Linked DNA regions of Arachis hypogaea: region 2 is linked to region 1. Evidence: chromatin contacts called from public Hi-C data. All regions are on one chromosome and are shown on one strand. The core of a region is the stretch at or near the end of the contact, and the rest is flanking DNA. Distances in the headings are between cores, read along the strand shown. Region 1 holds the start of LOC112711274 (protein SIEVE ELEMENT OCCLUSION B). Region 2 holds the start of LOC112711277 (low affinity inorganic phosphate transporter 1).

Region 1 (4,567 bases), core at 837-3,336:
CTTAGGACTAATTTTCTGTTTTCTCTATGATTTGTCATGAAATCAATACTGGTGACAATGTATTGCTAATCACTCTGTGAATGAATCAACAGATCAGAGAGCAGAAATACATATTCTTCTATGGAGGCAAAGACAAAGAATGGATCCAACAATTCAGCAAGACTGCTGCAGCGCTTGCAAATGATCCTATCATAAAGGACTTAAGAATTTCCATAGAACTCTTCTGTGTGGAAAAGGAAGACAAGAACCTGTTCAGCCGCTTCTGGAACCGCATAGAGAGCTTGTTTGTGACGAAGGCTCATAAGGCAGTTGATAGTGCGAAACAAGAAGTGCAGAGAATGCTGTGTTACAAGTACGAGAGCGGATGGGCCCTGCTCAGCAAAGGGTCGTCGGTGGTGGCGAGCGGCCACGGAAGCACAATCCTGAAGACGGTGACGGAGTTTGACAAGTGGAAAGAGGTTGTGAGGAAGAAGGGGTTTGAGACTTCATTCAGAGAGTATCATGAGAGGATTGTGCGCTCCACTCACAGGTGCGCACAGTTTGAGATTCAAAATATTGCTGGCAAGTTACCTGAGGCCATAAAATGCCCTGACTGTCCCAGGATTATGGACATTTTCATAACTTACAAGTGCTGCCACAATGACAATAATAATGTTGTTATCAGTAGTAGTAATGATGCACATTAGAAACTTTCATTTTCTTAATTATGAGATGCAACTCTGAGGGAAATTGTTCCTAGTGTGTCCTTTAAAATAAGAGCAATTGTGTGTTTTTTCAATGTATTCTGTACGTTGCTGCTTATCTTGAGTGTTGGAACTGAATTGAATTAAGGTTGATCTTTATCTTACTACACTAAAGTTGCAAATATCTTTATACTATATTTTAATAGGTACTTATTTGCTGTTAATTCAGCCTTTTGTTTAATAAATGTGTATTAGAATTTATATTTTAAGTCTTGAAAATAATAAATTTGTTTTTATGAATAAAAATTTTTACGATAAATTCTTTGCCATACACATTATATATTACATAGGAAGTATTTCAAGCATATCATAATTTTAAGTATTCTAGTATTTTTAGTCATTAATCTCAATCATAATACCTAAAACTATAGAATATTTAAAAATTTTTCTATTACATAAAGTAGACATTACCTTGTTTTTTTCATATCATTAATTATACTGTTATGAGATGTGTGTCTACAAATCAAGATCCTAATAAGAAACAGTACTTCATTTACTTTTGTGTCATAGCTTTTTTAATTTCATAAAATTATTGTGTTTCAGAAAGAAAAGATTGCTTGGTCTCGCCTCTGCTGCTGGAATCAGCTTAAGGAGGCTCTGGAAAAAGGATTCATAAATAATGAACCCATGAATAGTCACAAGACAGTAACTAATAAAATTTCCTTTGCACATGCATGAAGATTCAACCAACTTTTGTTTATTTATTTACCGTGGTAGTGGAGCAAGTGTAGATATATATTTATTATGCGGAGGTCTTAGATGCAAGATAAGCTAGAAGATACAAGCCAGGCACATAAAGCCAAGGACATAAGCTAAGACTACTCCACAAGACATTGTAATTTGTAAACCAGGGGATGGAAGTAGGTAATTTCACCGATTTATATAGTCTATAAATAGGCGTTGTGACTTGTGACATTGTTTATTAGTGTGTCAAATATAGATTTGTGACTTCATATATACGTAGTAATTAAGAGTGAATATATAATGTAAGAGATTATAATCTGTCCACTTATTAGTTAAGTATTTTCCGTTTTGTGATGCATGCAACTTATATTATCATTCAGATCTTTCCAAGAGTATTATTCCATTCCTCTGCTACCTAATACATTAGCTTTGATGATTTCATAAAAAAGTAAGGCTGCTAGAGCCTTCTTTCAAAATCCTCGTTCTTGAATCTTCAGCATAGTACCATTTAAAATGGTCTAAAATTTTCAAACAAACGAGTAATGACACAAGAACATACGTTAAGAGACCACAAAAGACAAGAAAAAGGAAACTAAGCCAAACACATAAACTAGCAATGACAGCCTATATAATCACTGATAATCATAATTTCCTAAAAATTTGATCGCAACCCACTTGAAACCTACCCCAAGAAATTCCTGGTTTATGCGGCCTCAAAAAATAGGAAAACAATAAATAAAATAAGATAATTGCAATTAGCAAAGCCTATTTTTTTACTAATGCTTGGTCATCAATGACTTCAGAATTCCATTAAACTTCTTTGTTATACGTTTCTTATGTGCTTCGTATTGGGGCAGTTTCATACATTTATTTTATTTTATTGAATGTTATTGTTGTTGAGATCAAGTCTCAGAGTTGAAGTTTACCATAAATATATAACATTAACAACATTTAAACTCATTATCTGAAAATATTAAGAGTCTACACTTCTAGTTATAAAGAAGAGAATTAGCTAGAATTAATTCAAATGTAAAACAAAAATAGAAAAAAAGTATTGGCTATCTAAAATTTTGCATGCATCAATACACAATTGAATGTCTGTGAATTTATTTTTTTTGAAAATTGAATTATACTTATTTTTGTAATATTTACTTAAGTAATTGATTGAAGATTTTTCTCCAAATAAGTTGATCCACAGAATTTCTTTTCCAAAAGCCAAAAGTAAAGTTTTTAACAAATGACTTTGAATTAAAGATAATGAAAAAAAATCAATCAAGAATGTTTGAATGAATTAATAATATCATTTTACTAATTAATAAATGAAATCAAAATATCTTTCTAAAGCTTTGTTACCTTGCTCAAGCATATCTTTCATGCTATAAATAAGCTAATAAGGGAGTACAATCATCAAGTATAAGCAGGGTGCAGCAACAAATCAATCAAGATAAGGAGGACCATAATGGCTCATCATCATCATAAGCTGTCACTGAAGTCTCTACTCCATCATCACAATCACAAAGAGGAGAAGGAGCATAATCCATTAGCCATGTCGGACGAGCACATCTTGGAACTAATCTACTCAACTCATGTTCATAGTGACACTAAGTTTGAGATCGATCCTCTCTTCACTCTTGTCCACAATACCCTTATCCGTTCAACCTCCATTGTGGACGACCTTGTGCAGGTTCATTATATTTTCTTCTTTCTAATTAGATTTCATTATCTATTTCCCAATGTTTCCGTTTATTTTATGCTACGTTCTTTGATTGTCCTATATATAATATATGTATATCCACTTGAGATAAATCCTCTGGCAGGGTTCCAAATCAAGCATGGAGGACATTGATGAAAAGATTCTCCAACCCAATTTCAATTCACCTTATTGCACACTCAAGCAAATTTCATTTGAGGTAATAATTCACTTAATTTTTTTTTCTTTAATTGGATGTTGAATCGACAAAGTCACTTACTCTTATTTATATTTATATATATCATAAAACTATTTTTCTACAAAATTTATAGTTATATCTATAATATTTTATTTCACACAAGATCTCTTTTGAATTGACATAAATTTTTTGGATATATTTTCTTTTTTTAAACTTACAAAAGCAATTACATGAATAGTTATATGACGTGGCAGATGTGTTGCAAGGCTCCCGGTGAGGAAACTGCTCACGAAACTGCAGTGGCCATTCTCCATAAGCTCTCACACTACGAATGGGATGCGAAAGCAGTGCTCACACTTGCTGCTTTGGCAGTTGAATATGGTGATTTCTGGCTGCTATCTCAGCATCTACAAACAGATGTTTTGGCGAAATCAGTGGCAGTGATGAAGAGAGTTCCACTGCTCATACGGCCTGCGAATTTGCACAAGCACCGTGAAGCCATCACTGAGGTCAACAATCTGGTGAAAGCGACATTGCAAGTGATTGAGTTGATAGTTGAGTTGGAGAAGCTCTCTTCTTATGACACTAAAGATGTGCCAGCTTTGCTTCCTGCTAGGGAGCATATCCCAGTGGATGTGTATTGGTGTATCATCACTCTTGTTACTATCGTCACTCAGATTGAATGTCTCACAACTGATTCGTAAGTTAAAAATTCTTCCACTAATTACTGGTTACACATATATATTTTGTCATCAACAGAAACAAAATTGTTGGTTGATTTCAGGGAGGAGAAACAGGAATTATACCATTATGGTCAAAAGATCAACGTGGTACTCAGCAAACTGAGGAAGCACATTGCGCTCTGCAGACACCAAATTGGTCAGTAGTAAAACATACAAAATACTACTAGACTAGTCACTAGTGAATAATGATCCTAGTACATACTATATATATATGGATGTGTTACAAACAGAGAATTATTATTATTCATTAGGAAACCGGTGAAATGCAACAGGGATGGGAGTGCTAGGTAAACAATAATCATTTTGAACAATACGAATAATCACTAAATTAAATAAAAATATACTATACTTTTAAATTAACCATATAAATTTTAATATGAAAATAATCATTCATACACCTAGTAAAATAAACATCTGATATATCTATTATTCACATTATTTAATATTTTCATTGTCTACTTATACTTTTTCAATGCGATAATAAATAATAACGATACTATTAAATTTT
Region 2 (4,567 bases), core at 1,031-3,530, 270 kb before region 1:
ATTTTTGAATTATAATGTATCTTTTTCTTTTTATTCTAAGTGACTGTTAGAATCTTTCATTTATAGATATTTTTAAAATTAATTGTGGTGCTAGTTATCCTAGTTATGGTAATATTGTTCGTTTTGCTTGCGTTATTAGAAATTGTAATGAGTGTTGACAGGAGAAATGCTCGAGAATAATAGTATTTTTAAAGAAGAATTGTTTGTTATTTGGAGAAATTATCTCTTAATTTAGAATGTGGGTCAACGAAATATTATTCATTTATTTGTGAGAGGAATTGTATAAAGAGGCATTTAATCTTATTACTAATTATTAAGATAATTTTGAGTTTATTGATCCGTAGGTATTTCAAATAAAAAATATCATACATTAAAATTGACAAATTGACTTTCGTTTGATTATAAAATATGCAAATACAGTGACGAATAACATAACAAAAATAATAATAAAATTACAACTCTATTAAATAAAACTTTTTTCTTTTCAGAGTGTGAAAATAATTTTAAGTAAAACTGCTCCTAAAAACATAAAAAAAAGTAAACGGACTTCAATAATATAATGGTTACAATTCCGTGGAAGAAATTTTATAGTATAACTAGCCAGAATAATTGAATAAAAGTGAGTTGGATTGAATTTTAAAAATTTTTTTAATCCTTTTTATAAAATTTTTTAATAAAAACAATAATTAATTTTATATATATATATATATATAAAAATATAAGGAGTAATTCTTAAAAATAATTTCTTAAAATTTTGTTTTTGTAAAAGGATAACATATTACTTATTTGAATTAAAAGGAAAAGGTACTTTAGAAAAAATATAAGTCGATTACTAAGCTACTTCGTTTATTTCACATCATTTTCAATGCTTAATAGTTTTTTTGCTCATGATATTTTATTCCTTAGCTTCTCATGTTTTTTCAGCAAAAGAAAATAACTTAAAAATCATTGTGTAGACTAAGTTTATTTTTCAGTTTCGTTTTATTCTGTATTATTTTTTATTTTAAAAATATTATTTACATATTAAAATAAATTATATATTTATGTATATATATATATAGTTTAATTTATTTTTAATAAATATTTTATATTTTAATATTAATATATATGTTATCTCAGTAAATAATTTTAATGGTTAATTTTAATAAACACTTAATATAATTGTTTTTATTTTCATTCTTGTTACATTAGATTTAAGTCATTTTGATAATTATTATGTAAATATTTCTTTGGTCAACTTAAAAGCCGTATTAGTGAAAATTTTAATCAAACGATATGATCGAATTATAATTTTATTCAGAAATATTTTTGCTATTTTAAATTTAGAATTTATCTAAACAAAAATTGTAGAAAAAATGAGTTGGAAACACAATGTTGTCATCCTCCTTCTATTCCAATTGTCTAAACTTACATAATAATGTTTAACAAATGTTTAATATATCCTAGCTAGCTAGTGAAATTTAGCATTCTAAAACTATTAGCTTGACCATTATTATATCCGAAAAAGTTACCTTAGAAAAGTCGTTAGAATAAAAAAAGTGAATATAATTTTCAAGCTTAATGATGATTGATGAGCAGCAATTTGATTAAGAAAATGGAGAAAGAATCGAAGACACAACAAACTGAGAAAGATGGCGTTGAGGACAGTGCAAAGGGTTGAATATTTAAATGGAAGGGTTGACTTGGAGTAGGAATGCCAGCTGGCTGACCAATGGGCTTTCGATACCCGCAGTAGCGCCGTTACGGGCTTACGGTATATATACATATGCACATACTCATCCTCTACATATAAAATATTAAATCAAATAGTAAATAAAAAATAAATTATTCGTAAACTAAAATAATAACATATATATTTTATAAAAATTATAAAATTAATAATAATTAAATTTTTACTTTATCACATTATTAATTTATTTATTTTAGAAGATCTAACTTCTAAAATATTATTTTAGAATTCAATTTGATTCTCAATAAGCATTAAACAATGCATGTATCAAGATTATTTAAGCATATATAGCGTATTATTTAATAAAAAATCTTTAAAATTTTTCATAACCTAAATAGTAACTCTTTAAATATATTGGTATATTATTAAGTACTAATGCTCTTATTAAATTTTTTTATGTATTAAATATATAAATAAAAATTAAAAATAAAATTATTAAAATAATTAGTTATTTACAACTTAAGTAAAAACTTATGAATGGATAGCGTTGGTCAATACTCAATATGGTCACCCATTACTGCTCGTAAATACGTTACCGCGTTACCTATTAAAGAAAAGAAAAGAAATTGCTTGCAACATTAAATGAACGAAGATCCATAGCTGTCTGAGGCATTTGCTAAAACCAATGAGATGCCAAGATCAACACCTTACAGATAGGAATAGAGCCATTCCCTTGCATGTGTAATGTTCCTCTGCTTAATGCTTAATTAGTAATCAATAATTAACAATAATGAGTAATTAAATGACGTGGATATGCCGTAGGAAAGAAATAAAAAAGTGTTGCTAGTTTATGCAACTTGATTACTTGATAGAACAAAAACAAAAACAGAGGGTTGTAAAGAGGGGGAAGAAAGAAACACATGAAGGAAGCAAGGAAGCAATTTGTGAGAGCGTTGACTTCAACACAAATAATGTGAACTCAAAATAAAAAGTCGCGTGAGAAAATGAAGCATATACTTGAGATACCAGCGTTGATTCTGGACTCTGCTGGGAGTGTATGTCTCTCCTCTTATCTTATCTCTCTATATATATTATTAGTTTCCTTCAAAACCTCTTCCATCCCCAACATAGCTAGGCTTAACTTATCAGCTTATGCTTCTCTCTACTCTCTTACTCTCTGCTCCTTCAGCACAATTTTAGACAAGAATTGGAGGTAATCTTTCTAACCTTCCCTTCTCTCTCTATATGTGTAAAGGTGCGGCCTTTTTCTGATTGGTAAGTAGTATTAATGGGAGGCCCACTTTTTTAGCACTAAAAGTGAAGCACTTGTTTCTAGATTTTATTATAATATATCATTTCACCTTTTTCCACCATTGAAAATCAACCAACTGTTTTTTTTTATTATGCTCCAAGGGACTCTAATTTCTGCACTTGATTATTGTGTTTAACACAAACTGTTTTCATATTTGAGGCCAGAATATAACTTTCCATAACAAAATAGAGGGAAACAATGTTCTTGCTTTTCTATATAGGATGATTTCCTATACCTTCATGTGCCCTTTACAATATTCAATTTCTGGATTATTTTTTCAGCTTCCTCATGCTTCTGATGTTGTTAGTCTGTTCAATATAGGTCACTCATTAGATTCATATTCCTTATCTGCAAAATTGGCCCTCTCTCAGTTTTTCTCTCTTTATTGTTTTTGTTTTCTTATGGATTTGGTAGGGACAAGAAGAGAGGAATTTTTATTTTTGTGAGGTCATAGAATTGAGGAAAATGTTATTACTCTCTTAATTGCCTGCTAGGAAGTTTTCGTTTTCATGGTGTATACTCAAGTTGACTTGAATGCCACCTGTTTTTCTAAAAGTGGTTGGAAACTTGGAACCTTTTTTGTGAACATGTATGGGACCGGCTTTGCAAAATATCATTTTAGACTTTTCAACTTTGTGCTGCTGTTGACTATGAATAATATAATATACCCTTTTCTCTCCCAATTTATGATTATATTTTGTTTTTTAATACCAAAGTGAAGGGTAGTTTACCAATTCATTGCATCAGCATAAGAGTGATGAATGATCTACATCAGCTTCATTTTTTTAACCAACACTATAACATGTAATTCTTGCATATAACCTGTTTGATAAAGTGTCTAAAAGAAAATTAAACTTGCATCATTTTTCTCTCTTCTGCAGGAAACTTTGTAATTACATTTTGGAGAGTATCCAGAATCAGAATTAGAGATGGCAGGGCAACAATTAGGAGTGCTGAATGCACTCGATGTTGCAAAGACACAGTGGTACCATTTCACAGCAATTGTGATTGCTGGCATGGGATTTTTCACAGATGCCTATGATCTTTTCTGCATCTCCCTTGTCACCAAGTTGCTTGGGAGGATATACTACACAGATATAAAAGATCCAAAGCCTGGTGTTCTGCCTCCAAATGTGCAAGCTGCTGTGACAGGTGTCGCGCTATGCGGCACTCTAGCAGGCCAGCTTTTCTTTGGTTGGCTTGGTGACAAGATGGGAAGGAAGAGGGTCTATGGACTAACCCTCATGCTCATGGTGGTTTGTTCCATTGCCTCTGGCCTCTCTTTTGGATCCAGCGCGAAGGGTGTTATAGCAACCCTTTGTTTCTTCAGGTTCTGGCTTGGCTTTGGGATTGGTGGCGACTACCCTCTTTCGGCTACAATCATGTCTGAGTATGCCAATAAGAAGACAAGAGGAGCCTTCATTGCTGCAGTGTTTGCTATGCAAGGATTTGGGATCCTTGCTGGTGGAATTGTGGCCTTGATTGTCTCATCTTCATTTGACCATCACTACAAGGTCCCTACTTATAAAGAAAATCCACAAGCATCATTGGTGCTTCCTGCATTTGATTATGTTTGGCGCATCATC

What was found. A called contact is a pair of places that touch in the nucleus more often than the background predicts.
Region 2: a Hi-C map of an unstated tissue shows a contact between it and region 1, with 4 times the contacts expected there. The contact joins the promoter of LOC112711277 here to the promoter of LOC112711274 in region 1. A contact is called at or near these places in 2 of 8 Hi-C or Micro-C datasets (leaf and an unstated tissue).

Annotation. Positions count from the first base shown.
Region 1 is chr9:96,163,642-96,168,208 of arahy.Tifrunner.gnm2.J5K5, reverse strand. LOC112711274 (protein SIEVE ELEMENT OCCLUSION B) reads left to right here and starts at 2,086. Exons shown (of 7, transcript XM_025763884.3): 1 at 2,086-3,111; 2 at 3,245-3,337; 3 at 3,571-4,016; 4 at 4,101-4,195. The coding sequence starts at 2,887. It overlaps LOC112709340 (protein SIEVE ELEMENT OCCLUSION B), which reads left to right. Exons shown (of 7, transcript XM_025761231.2): 7 at 93-928. The coding sequence ends at 686.
Region 2 is chr9:96,434,799-96,439,365 of arahy.Tifrunner.gnm2.J5K5, reverse strand. It overlaps LOC112711277 (low affinity inorganic phosphate transporter 1), which reads left to right and starts at 2,280. Exons shown (of 2, transcript XM_025763888.3): 1 at 2,280-2,724; 2 at 3,863-4,567. The coding sequence starts at 3,911.